Linked DNA regions of Triticum aestivum: region 1 is linked to region 2. A link is a contact called in public Hi-C data. All regions are on one chromosome and are shown on one strand. The core of a region is the stretch at or near the end of the contact, and the rest is flanking DNA. Distances in the headings are between cores, read along the strand shown. Region 1 holds the start of LOC123046162 (coatomer subunit gamma-2). Region 2 holds the start of LOC123046153.

The links. Hi-C and Micro-C count contacts between places; a contact is called where the count stands out from the background.
Region 1: a Hi-C map of leaf shows a contact between it and region 2, with 5 times the contacts expected there. The contact joins the promoter of LOC123046162 here to the promoter of LOC123046153 in region 2. A contact is called at or near these places in 4 of 5 Hi-C or Micro-C datasets (leaf and an unstated tissue) and 1 of 1 datasets of contacts at active chromatin or transcription factors (leaf).

What each region holds. Positions count from the first base shown.
Region 1 is chr1A:284,482,559-284,489,361 of IWGSC CS RefSeq v2.1, reverse strand. LOC123046162 (coatomer subunit gamma-2) reads left to right here and starts at 5,041. Exons shown (of 18, transcript XM_044469459.1): 1 at 5,041-5,346; 2 at 5,532-5,629; 3 at 5,746-5,796; 4 at 6,207-6,320; 5 at 6,406-6,606; 6 at 6,707-6,803. The coding sequence starts at 5,298.
Region 2 is chr1A:284,334,637-284,341,442 of IWGSC CS RefSeq v2.1, reverse strand. LOC123046153 reads right to left here and starts at 5,370. Exons shown (of 3, transcript XM_044469449.1): 1 at 5,015-5,370; 2 at 4,403-4,911; 3 at 3,482-3,908. The coding sequence starts at 5,144. The coding sequence ends at 3,789. It overlaps LOC123046143, which reads right to left. Exons shown (of 7, transcript XM_044469439.1): 7 at 6,768-6,806.

The sequences.
Region 1 (6,803 bases), core at 3,792-6,291, 150 kb before region 2:
GGGCATCGGAATGGTTCTGAGTGATTCAAGTATTTTTCCGGAGTACCGAGGGGTTACCGGAACCCCCCGGGGAAGTGTTGGGCCTGCATGGGCCTAAAGGGAGAGAGAGGGAATCCCGCGAGGGGTGGCGCGCACCCCCTCCTAGGGAGTCCGAATAGGACAAGGAGGAGGGGCGCGTCCCCCCTTCCCTTTCCCTCTCCTTCCTGTTCCCTCCGGTGGAGAAAGGAAGAAGGGGGGAATCCTATTTGGACTAGGAGTCCAGGTAGGACTCCCCCTTGGCGCACCCCTCCTGGCCGCCGGCCTCCTCCTCCCCCCTTTATATACGGGGGCGGGGGGCACCCCAAAGGTACACCAAGATTTCTCTTAGCCGTGTGCGGTGCCCCCCTCCACAGTTTACTCCTCCGGTTACAGCGTCGTAGTGCTTAGGTGAAGCCCTGCGCGGATCACATCACCATCACCGTCACCACACCGTCGTGCTGATGAAACTCTCCCTGGACCCTCTACTTCAACCGTGTTAACATAACGCTTCCGCTTTCGGTCTACGAGGGTATGTGGACACACTCTCCCCCTCTCTATGCATCTCCTAGATAGATCTTGTGTGATCATGGTTTTTTTTTTAAATTGAATGCTACGTTCCCCAACAAAGATATATCAATCTAGTTGGCCAAACCAAACCAATAAATCAGAGAATAAATACGAGGCCATAGTAATCATGCATAAAAGAGTTCAGAGAAAACTCAAATAATATTCATGGATATATCTGATCATAAACTCACAATTCATCGGATCCCAACAAACACACCGCTAAAATTCATTACATCGAATAGATCTCCAAGAACACCGAGGATAACATTGTATTGAAGATCAAAAGGAGAGAAGAAGCCATATAGCTACTAACTATGGACCCCTAGGTTCGTGGTAAACTACTCACGCATCATCGGAGGGCAACAAGGATGATGTAGAGCCCCCTCCATGATTGAATCCCCCTCCGATAGAGTACCGAAGAAGGTGATGAGCACATGGGTACATCATACATGACACTTCAGAAAAGTGCACAATTTAATTGGAAAGAATTACTAAGCCGAATCAAGCAAACACATGGCCAAGTGAACACTAACTTAAGTTCATACCACAATCTTGAACTCATGGCTGCACTTTCATCTCCATTGTTGTTGGTTGAACTTAGGTATCACTTGGAAGAAATCCAATAACCAATGAGCTCTTGAAGCAACCAATTTGGAGGAACAAGTTTGGAGAAAACAAGTTTCAAGTGAAGCTGATGCTATCAGTTTTTACCTCTAATGTTTCATTGTGCCACACCCATATGGTGGATGGATGGGGCCATCGAGGTACATTACCAGAAGATACATCAAATTATTTCTCTAATGCAAATACCTCACATCATTTAGAGTAGTGATACTGCCAGCAAGCATAAGGGCCGTTAATGGGCGAGAATACATGACAGGATGAAACGACCCAATGGACTAACAAGCCATAAATGGGTCGAATGAAACCCGGGCTCAATTTGGCCCGGTAACAGAACATGCCGGTAATGGATCAAAAGTAATACAAGGTCGGAAATGAGCCCAAGATTTTATGAGTCCCAAAAGACAACACAAGCTGAAAAAGGCTCAACTCAAGCATGGGCTGCTAATGGGTCCAAAGCCATCTACTGTTCTTCATGGCCAGGATCAACACGTATCGTTAAAGGGACAAAAGCTATGAAAGGCCTCGTATGGGGCAAAATACATCATGACCATACATGGGGCAAAAGTGTCAATGACCTGAAATCATATTGGACGACCCACATGACCCTAATAGGCTGAATTCCGAAATGCCATAACGGGGCGTGCATGCTCGGGCCATGAATGAGCTATATGCAAACATGCCATCAATAGTCTTAAATGGGCCGGCCCGCTAACTTTTAACCAAGTCAAGTGGATCGGCCCGCTAACTTTTGACCAAATCAAGTAGGCCGACAAGCTAAGTTTTGACCAAGTCTAGTGGGCCGGCCTTATTTTTACCTAAATGGGCCGCTTCTGGGCCATGCCACGTGTCGACATTTCATAAGTGCATCTCGTCCATTGAATGGATGACATCTGCCGCAACATAGAGCTGACGCGTGATTCCGGTGGTGAATGAGAAATTAACACGTGGACAATCATCATTGGTCTGGGCTGTTAACGGTATCAGATCCAATACTAGCACCCAATAGCTTAACAATGACCAGTTAAAGTGGCTGTCACGTGTCGGTTTCCCTTAACGAAATCACTTCCATGACGCGCGATTTATCATCACGGAAAGTGAAACACTTCGGTGACAATAAAATTGAGTATTGTTATGAAACACTTCTATGACAACACATATATGACTATCTTGATTCTGTCATAAAATCGTCACGGATGTACATGCGTGATAGAAAACATGACATGCTGTGACCAACACGTATTATCACATAAGTGTTTTTCTCGTGCCCATTTCGAGCACCGCCGCCGCGCTCCTACATGCGACCGACGTGGCTTCCCACGAGCTACCTCTGATTTCGCCGACCACATTGTTGTCCACCTCTTCGTCTTCATCTGGCACAAACTCATCACCAACGTCGTCATCATCTTCCGCGATCACTTCATCCACTCCGACAATTGGAGATGACGTCGACACCTTCTACCCCACACCGATTGGCATCGCAACCATCATCGAGTCCTCCTATGCTAGTCCCTACAACATGATGTACGACTCGTGTTGGTCCCCGTCTACACATGTTCGGTGCTGGCAACACCGACGCGCGCCTGGGGTACATGACGTGTCTCCGGGCTTGCCAAACCTAGTGGGACGCCTCGTTAACACCGATTTCTTCCTCGTCTACGCATGTCCGGTGCTGGCAACACTGATGCGTGCCTTCGTCCACGAGTGTCCCTGGGCTTGGCAAACCCAGCGCGATGCCTCGTCAACACCGTCTTCTTCCCGGCGCACCACTGCGCCCCTGACTAACACGGCGCCTTCTTGTGCCCGCGACTCCATGGTGATTAACTCAACATGACCATGTCATCCCTGGCACGGCTACCTCACCACAACTACAACACTCTCCGCTCCTAGCTATCTCGACAACAACATAAAGGGCTACAGCTTGTCGGTTTTCACTCGAGTCACAACTTCGAGACACATCAACCGTTACGATGAGGGGGGGGAGGGGGGATGTTGTTCGGATGTTGAGTATCGTAATCGTTGTTTTATTGCACTAGTAAGCATGCACGTGCAACACACACATTATAATCTGCAATAAAACATCTATTTTGAATCTTATTTCTTTTTCAGTGAGTTTTTTACCGAGCCATTTAAGAAATCAGACACCATTGCACGCCACATCATCTCCGAGTCTAGTAAATGTTTGGCCTATTTCCTATTATTTGTATTTAAAATAGTTCATAACAAACATCAACCACTTTTGATAATAATTGTGGCCATGGTAGTCTTTCTATTCCACCTTAGGGTATCTTTGATCCAGAATATTTTCATTGAAAATTCAGAGGGTTGAATCCATATGAATTTTTTTCTAGGCACTCTTATTATATACTCCCTCCATTCCAAATTAGTTGACTCAGATTTGTCTAGATACGGATATATCTAGACATGTTTTGGTGTTAGATACATCCATATCTAGATAAATCCAAGTCAGCTAATTTGGAATGCAAGGTGATTTATTTTCCCCTTAGCATCTATCAACCATCATTGCCCGTTACCAGTCTCGCTTTCCCAAATGCACAAACAACCCTGTTGATTTATTTTCCCCTTAACATCTATCAACCATCATTGCCCGTTATCAGTCTCGCTTTCCCAAATGCACAAACAAACAAAATACCTTGCATTCCAAATTAGCTGACTTGGATTTATCTAGATATGGATGTATCTAACAGCAAAACGTGTCTAGATATAGATGTATCTAGACAAATCTGAGTCAACTAATTTGGAATGGAGAGAGTATATAATAAGAGGGAAAAAAATTATATGAGACCAGGTCTGACGGTTAGAAGGTGAGACCCGTCCTGATGTATGACATGTGGCATTCACAAATCACAAAGCATCTAATCTTCCTCCCTGATTTTAAGTGGGGGGTGGGGGATGCTTTGTGATTTGTGAATGACACGTGTCATTCATCAGGATGGGTCTCGTGCGAGACCTGGTCTCATAGAATTATTTCCCATAATAAGAGTGCCTAGAAAAAAATTCATATGAATTCAACCCTCTGAATTTTCAATGAAAATATTCTGGATCAAAGATACCCTAAGGTGGAATAGAAAGATTACCATGGCCACAATTATTATCAAAAGTGGTTGATGTTTGTTATGAACTATTTTAAATACAAATAATAGGAAATAGGCCAAACATTTACTAGACTCAGAGATGATGTGGCGTGCAATGGTGTCTGAGTTCTTAAATGGCTCGGTAACAAAACTCACTGAGGCTGATCATAGTGGGGAGTAACTTAGGCTAGTGTTATGACACTAGCCTAAGTTACTATCTTCACAATGCAAAGTAACATAATAGTAGTAACTTAGATGGCTTCATTAATTATCTTGTAGACTCATCTTGTCTTGAAAAGCGCTATGTTACAGTAACATATTAGGTTAGTCATAGTGGGAGTAACTTAGCTAGTAACATAGCGCACTCTAATAAATTTTTGCTTATGTGGCAAGTATTTAATGTGAGGTGGTAACATAATACAACAAACTAATAAATGAAGCCATCTATGACACTACTATCATATTATTTTGCATTACTATGACACTAGTCTAAGTTACTCCCCACTATGACCAGCCTTATGTTACCACCTCTCATTAATTACTTGCCACATAAGCAAAAACTTCTTAAAGTATGCTATGTTATTAGTTAAATTACTCCCATTATAACTAGCCTGAAAGAGAAATAAGATTCAAAATAGATGTTTTATTGCAGATTATAATGCGTACTTTTGCACGTGCATGCTTACTAGTTTTTTATAAAAAAAATACCTCAGTGGCCATAGTTCAATCGAATCGAAAGTAAATACGCACGCTTGCACCTTACTCCGCCGAGTCGCCCCCCGCCGTCTTCCAGATTCAGATCCATCGTCCATGCCGCTCGCTTCTCCACTTCTGTAAGCGCCTCCTCCTCATCTCCCCCGTTCAGTCCTCCCTCGCAAAACCGCGAGACAAAGACTCGCGGGAGCCCTCGCGCCGCCGCTCTGCACCGCCGTTCTCGCGGCATCGTCGGCCCGGGCGCCCAACCCGCGGGCGCATCGCTCTACCGCAGTAGCGGCCATGGCGCAGCCGCTTGTTGTGAAGAAGGACGACGACTTAGACGAGGAAGGTACGCACGCACGAACGATCGCCCCCTCTCCTCTCCCTCTTTCTCCGCTCGCGCGTCTGGTCGCGCGTGCCCAGATCCGCTGCCCGCCGAACCCTAGATCTGGCTCGATCCCGGTGCGGATCGCCGCTCTCATGCCCATGTGCAGTGTAATGTGCTGGGACTGAATGCTTGTTTGCTTGCTGCAGAGTACTACTCGCCGTTCCTCGGCATCGAGAAGGGCGCCGTCCTGCAGGAGGCCCGCGTCTTCCACGACCCGCAGCTCGACGCGCGGCGATGCTGCCAGGTGCGCTTGCCCAATCCCGTTTTGATCTTCCTCCGGCTAGATCTCGCATCTCAACTCGAACGCCCTTCTGATTTCACTTACTCGGATGAATACTGATGCATTGTCTATAACCATAGGTGATCACCAAGCTTCTATACCTGCTCAACCAGGGTGACACCTTTACCAAGGTACTCCAATGCAGTATATCCCATCTTTCTTTTATCGTGTTTTAGCTATGCTTCTGGATTCAAATTGCTGGGCCTGGTAGTTAACATTGAGCCACATGGATGGTAAAGTTGGCAATATTGTTTGATTGAACCACATGTCGGCATCACGCAGGTGCAATCATGTAAATTTGAAGTTTTAACATTGGTACTTTTTTGAAAGTAACTGCTATTTTGGCCAAGTTCAACACCGTAAATAACATTATTGGAACATAATGAGTAGAGTAAAAAAGTAAATTGTACATGTTTTAAACCGAGGATCTAAGAGTACACAGGACTCACATGTTTGTGCAGTGCTGGGAAAGTGGTGATTCTGTGCTAGTTCCTGGACATGTGCTCTTGGATAGGTACCTCACTGTGTTAATTTCTTGTAGGTAGAGGCCACAGAGGTCTTCTTCGCTACGACCAAGTTGTTTCAGTCCAAAGATGCTGGACTTAGGAGGATGGTGTACCTCATGATCAAGGAACTCTCGCCATCAGCGGATGAGGTTGCTGAATGCTGGTTTTTACTTTGCAGTTATGTGCATTTTGTGGGCTCTGAGATTGACTTCATTTGTGTTTAATCGCGTGTAGGTTATTATAGTGACAAGTTCTCTGATGAAGGATATGAATAGCAAGACTGATATGTATCGTGCAAATGCTATAAGAGTTCTTTGCCGGATCATTGATTCGACTCTTCTCACCCAAATTGAGAGGTATTTGAAGCAAGCTATCGTTGACAAGAACCCTGTTGTTGCCAGTGCGGCCCTTGTTAGTGGCATTTACCTGCTTCAGGTGAGTGCTACATTTTAGTTTGTGCATTTATGCAATTGCAGGTTACTGGCAGCTACAGATTCTTATCAATGTTTCCGTCATATGCTTTAATTCTGAACAGACAAGTCCGGAAGTTGTGAAAAGATGGAGCAATGAGGTTCAGGAGGCTGTACAGTCGAGAGCTGCTCTTGTTCAGTTTCATGCCCTTGCTCTTCTTC
Region 2 (6,806 bases), core at 4,121-6,620:
GCCCAGAGAATGCATGAGGCATTTGGCTACAAATTTCACAAAAAGTTTAGAGGAAAATTCTTTGATGAAAATTGATGGCCCTGCTCATTGACATACAGCATAAAGAAACAGAACTACCATCTTAGGCAGTTGCGCAGTAAGGTTGGTGTGAAGGAGTACTTAGAGGAGCATCACACCAAGCTATGGGCAAGGTCACTGTTCAATGAAGTGTGTAAAGTAGATTATGTTAGTAACAATCTAGTTGAGTCCTTTAATTCAAAGATTAAAAAATGGAAGGGTGTACACATTGTGGACTTGCTAGACAAAATAAGATAGTTTATAATGGAGAAGTTTGATCTCAGACAGCAGATTGCAGCTGCTACATTCATTGGCCACATCATAATCCCCAAAGTCATGAAAATGCTTCATGCAAAATCTAAGGACCTTGATATGGAGATAGTGAAGAGAAGCACATATGAGGCAGAGATCACAGCAGTTGACAAGGAAAAGAGAGAGTGGAGATATCCAATACATTTGGAAACTAGGACTTGCAGTTGTAGAAAGTGGCAGTTAACTGGACAACCTTGCATACATGATTTGTATTTTATTAATTCAATGAGAGGCTCAGTAAGTGAGATTGATCGGTATGTACATGAGTACTTTTCTGTTGCTAGATTCAATGCTAGTTATGCTGAAAATTTGCCTGCAATGGAGGGCAAACAACAATGGGATGTGGTGGACCCTGGGTTTAAATTGTCTACTCCATTGCAAAATTGGGCCCCTGGTAGACCTAGGAAGACAAGAATTAGGGCAAAATCTGAGGGAAAAGGACATGGAGGAAGGATAAAGAAATGTGGCAGGTGTGGAAGGCTTGGCTATCGTGGCACTCACTGCAAGGAATCCATTAACACAGCTTTTTGGGAAGAAGAACACTAGGGGGCTGAAAATGCAACAGATGGTCAATTAGATGTTGCAATTGATGCTAAAAATGCTACAGAGGTTGAAACTAATGCTGAAATGCTATAGAGGTTGAACTTGATGCTGAAAATGCTACAGAGGTTGAACCTGATGCTGCAATTGCTACGGATGCACCAACGGTGTCATCTGCTGTAAGGTGCAATTGCAACAGGTGTTCTCAATTCAATTTTCGCTTCATTTAATGTTCTCATTTCCTTTTTTGCTTCATTTAATATTCTAATTTCAATTGTAGCCGAAGAAAGAACTACAAAAAGGCAGCTGATAGAGGGATGTCACCAGCCAAGAAGAGGCTCAAGTGTGCACCAGATCCTACAGTAGGATCTATAACTGGAAGCAACCAGCTAAGCAAAGAAGTGAGCAAAACTGTCACCACAAGGAGGTGTTCAAGGCTCTTAACTAACCCTGCTTGCAACACCAGGAGCAAGAAGATGAAAGATCTGTGACTGGAATCATTTAGTGTTGTTTTTGTTGTTTAACAACTATTTGTGAACTTGTTAGCTGCTATCTTAAGTGTGTGATGCTGAAATTATGAACTTATTTAATGGTGAACTTGTGAGCTGCTATCTTTAATGTGCAATGTTGATTGTGCAATGATGAATTTAGAATTTATGCTATTTTGTGAGCTGCTATTTTGTCACAACACACCATTTGGTCAAATATTTCAATCTATAGCAAAATCACAGCATTCTCAAATCACAACATTGTTCTGGGATAATACATTCCCAAACTAAGCTCCATCACAGCATACACTACAAACAGAAATCCATTTAGTATGGATTATTACACCACCTAGAAACAAATGTGGCCAAAATGCTAATACCAAGAATTATGATAAATTCCCATGCTTGCATAAGCTCGTTCCTCTTCTTCATCTTCAGCTTCAGTTTCTTGTTCTTCTCATCACCCTTCTCTCTAAATCATGAGCTTTTAGCCAGCTCTTCTCCAATCCTGCATGAAGCTCCTCAAATGCACGAACAACACGTTTGGTCGGTGGTGGGTCAATCCAGATAACCCAGTCACATTCATCATGAAGCTGCAAAATCAATGATCAAATTAGAAAGAGGAGAAAGAGCAGAATCGAATCAAGCTTAAAAGCCAAACACTTACATCGAGAGGGCAGCCGAGAAACCTTCTGCCGGAGCTTGCTCCTCCCCAGGCGACGCGACGTGCACGAATAAGCCCGTGGCCAGGGCACCACCGCGTCGACCGAACCTCAAGGCCACAGAATGTCAGATCAGGGATGTAAAACTCTGATTGAAACTGAACTATCCCGACACTATCAACCTAACAGCAAAAAAACCCAAATTGATGAACCCTAATTCCGCAATATGCCCATATCTCCCCCAAATCGACACTGAAACTTACATTGGCGGCCACCGACGAGCTCGTAGAAGACATGCCCACCGTGCCCGACGTACAAATCGCTCACCACGCCGTGCCCGACCTGCCCCTCTCTCTCCAACCGCAGAAACGCCCGATCCAGTGCGTGCTCAAAAATTCCCCTATCGTCGCGAGGAAGAATAAAGAGAGGAGAGAGAGTGAACCGGTTAGTTGGGCCCAGATGTACGGAAGGAGGGGCAAAAATGTCAAAGAAACGGCACGTTAGCGGTCAAACAGCCTTGACTGGACGGAAACGGCTCGGAGGGGTATTTCTATAAGGGCACATGACGGCGGAGGGGAATTTTTGAGCAGGCTTTCGAATTAGGGATATATCTGATTAGGTGTTTCAAGTTAGGGACGAAAATGCAAATGGCCCTTTAATCTTATGCACGCACTCACACGCAATGAGGATATTGTCAGTGATTAGTCTCCCAGGAACAAAAGCACTCTGAGTTGGTGAGATAATTTTTCAGGCAAAATACTTTTCAGGCGTAAGGCAAGCATCTTAGAAATGATTTGATAGAGAACATTGCATAAGTTTATGGGTCTGTACTGAGTTACCACTTCTGGATTATCAACCTTAGGTATCAACACAATTGATGTATCATTCCATTCTACGGGAATTTCCCTAGATTTTATAGCAATCAAAACCTCTTGTGTGATCTCGTCACCAAGAAGAGACCAATACTTAAAAAAACTGCATGGAGTCCATCTGGTCCTGAGGCCTTCAAATCCTCAATACTAAAAGCAACTTTACCAACATCATCAACGGTAAAAGGGGCCAGGAGCATTGAATTCATATGTTCGATCACCTTAGTTTCAACTTTTGCCAATAATGTCGGGTCAGTTTGGTTCACCTCAGACGTGAATAAGTGCTCAAAATAACTCTGGATATGTGGGTTCAAGTTAGCATTGCCTTCCAGTCATTCACCATCATTATTTTTAACATTTTAATGAAGTTCTTTTTCCTTCTTGTTGATGTGTACACCTGAAAAAAGCTTGTGTTGCGGTCACCCTTCTGTAACCAATTTACTCTTGACCTTTGCATGCACTGGATCTCGTCCAGCTCCAAAAGGTACTCAATCAACTCTGCGAGTTCTTTCTTCTTGGCCTCGTTATCATCGTTCATCGGATCCCTTATCTATGAACTTAATAACAAATCTATTAATGAATCCATCCTCATGTGCATACACATACAGCCGGCCCCGGCCACGGTCCAACACTCCCAATTATTTACATCCAGTATATCGTGCATTATGTACAAACACGTGATCTATGTCTTTTTTTGTTTTTGCAGGTGGCGTGATCTATGTTATACGTTGGAGTACATGACAACTACTAACAAGGCTGTCGATTTGCTATAACATGAGCTAGCTTTTTCTTCATCAGATCTACGTAGTTGAATCCAGCAGCTTGTGCTTGATCCGAGAGTTGAATCACGGGCGGGTGGATCAGAAGCCGTCGTAGAAGCCACCGAACGATATGTTGGCCCTTGTGGACGCGCCTGCCCCCATCATAGATGACATGGCCTGGTTCAGCCTCGATGTCTGCTGCACCACCTGCTGAATTCTCTGCACATCCACAAATCAACAAGCATATCTACTTCAGCAAGGCTTCTCTTGGACAAATAATAATGACTAGTTAGCTTCAAGTTCAATCCTAGGCTATTTCAAGATTCAGTTGCACAAGAAGGGGATGGCGTGGCGCCGATCCGGTCAGGTCAAATCCGGGAAGAAAAACTCCGTGTTGGAACTGGTCAAATTAGGCTGTGCACCTGTCAAATTAGTCTAGATACATCTATTTCTGCGACAAGTAATTCCGAACGAAGGGAGTACGAGGCTCCGTGGCGACTTCGTCAATCTGAAGATCTGCCGGCTCGACAAGATGACAATAGAGATAGGGGGTGAGCGTATGCGGGTGAGTGCGTGTGCATGCATGTGAGTGTTTGTAGTGTGTTTCTAAAAAAACGCAGTTGATTGATACTGTAATTGGTTCAAGTTGAGTTACTAATTTGAAAAGGAGTCTGATGCTCTGGATTGGATTAGGTGGGACCGAGTCAGCAAACCTTATCATCGCCAAGGAACTGCAGCTGGATCTTCTGCTGCTGGTGGTGCTGGTGCTGCTTCTGGTGCTGCAGCCTGCCGCCGACGAGGAAAACGCAGACGGTGGCCGCCGCGACCCCGAACGAGCACAGCGCCCCGACCGCGTTCACGCGCAGCTTCCCCACGCTGAACACCACGCACTCCGGCGGCGCCCCGTCCTCCTCCTTCTTGCCCTCTTCCTCCTCTCCCGCGGCGAACTCGTGAGGAGGAAGCTCTGACTCCACTGCCTCTGCCGCCGCCATCTGCTTGCCATCATCGTCCACCTCCTTGGCGTCGACACAGGGCTGGAACTTCTCCTCTCCGTCGCCGTCAGAGACTAGCAGCTCCGGCGCCGCGGGTTCCTCATCCTCTTGGGTTGATCTGGCCCCGGCCGGCACGACGTCGACGTCGACGCCGATGTCCTTGCACTCGTCAACATTATCAGCGTCGACTTGTGACGGGGGAGGCAGGATCGGTTCCTCGGTTTCGTGATCTGAAATTACGCGCGCGATCAATTGCAGTTACGGGGATGAGAACACGAGTGGAAACCGAAGTAAATCGTGATCGAGAGCGGGCTGATCGGGCCCTTTCCTTACCGGCAAGAACCTCGCCGCCGTCGTGGGCACGGGATGCGGCCCTGGTCTCGGCGTAGAAGCTCCTGTGCTCGTCAGGCAGCACCTCCCAGTCCCACACGTCCTGGGCGGAAGGAACGCCTCCTCCCTCCATGGCAGACGAATCGACGGACGCAACCGAAAAAGCTAGAGGATCAAACTTGAACCTGAACCCGGTTGCTTGCTGGTGCTGGACGGATCAACTGATTGGCAAGGGGACAAGGAGCCAGAGGGAGAAAGCTATATATGGGTGGGCACTCACACACATGGGCATGGGCACATCAGCGTCAAGGAGCCAGCTCCTTGCACCAAGGGAGAAGAAGGCAGAGGAAGGAAGAGGAGAGCTTGTGTGCGGGCTTATCCTTCCTGCTAGGGGACAAGGGTTGGGGCCTACCACTCGGGAAGGAGGAGAGGGTTTCTGCATCCTTCTACCAAGTTGCCCTGCATTATTCACGATAGAAATGCTTGGGACGCGAGGACTTTTCAGATTTCTGCCAGGGTTGAAATGTTTATTTGTGGCTCCTGTAAAACCCGCGTAAACATTTTTTGGGAATACTGGGCGATTAACATGTGTCGCCTCTCTCAAAAAGCTTGCAAATTGACGTGTATCCTGTTACAGTTCCTGGCAACAGAAAATTCAATGACACTCCCGGCCGGGGCGTTCAGCAGAACCAGAACAGGTTTAAAATAGAGGTCAATTTGGTACGACGGAAAACAAAGCGTGCGTGCGTAGCTTGCAGGTTAGATTACATTACAGTACAGTACAGACGTATTCGACGTTACGACACTACATACCGTGATTCCACTGCAGGGGCTACAAATGAATTGATACGAATTATCAATGACGCGGAAATGAATTAGGTCAGAAGCTTCTGCAGGAAATCCACATCAAGAGGTTGATATGTGACCCAAGATAGATGGCGATCCATGGATAATAACGCAGGAGCAAAAACCATATAGAGCCAGTAATTCAGAACGGTAGATATCAAAACTTGTCCGAGTATTAGAGGGGCAAATCCATTCTATCTGCGTTTTTAGTCCACAGTCTATCCTCAGCAACGACAGGCTTCACAATAACTACGCACACAAACGCAGAGGCGTGTGCAAAAAGTCAGCTGGTCAGCAGCTTCGTCGTCATAAGATTATTGAGTGACCATAGGATGCTAAATTAACAGATTAGACCATCAACATAAGTCTAGCAAAACCACAAATAGGATTGATATATAATTGAAAAGGATGCAAACAGCATTTGCCAAAAATCTTATCTGATCAGACTCAAAATAACGTTGTACTCCCTCCGTCCAAAAATACTTGTCATCAAAATGGATAAAAAATGATGTATCTAGAACTAAAATACATCTGGATACATCCTCTTTTGTTCATTTTGATGACAAGTATTTCCCGACGGAGGGAGGCTTTCAGTTGGTAGCAAGTGCCTCTTCAATAAAGTTCAATTCATTTCCTCAAAAAAAAAGTTCAACTCATTGACAGATCTCCCTGCAACTCAAATTCTTTGATCACTACGGCCCCCAACCAACAGGGAAAAGTATACGTATATCTGAACCAAAACATATTGAGGCTTTACTAAGACAAAAGTTATACATCAGTTGCTTATTCTTCTTATCCTACTTCAGTAGGTCAGCTCACTATAATCCTGGCCAGTACCCATAAAGAATGTGTTGTCAGAACACATGGATAAAATTTGGAGCCACAGCCAAAATTATGTTCACACTTCTAATACGGGGAGAAAATCTTGGGTATTTGACTAGGTAGCAAT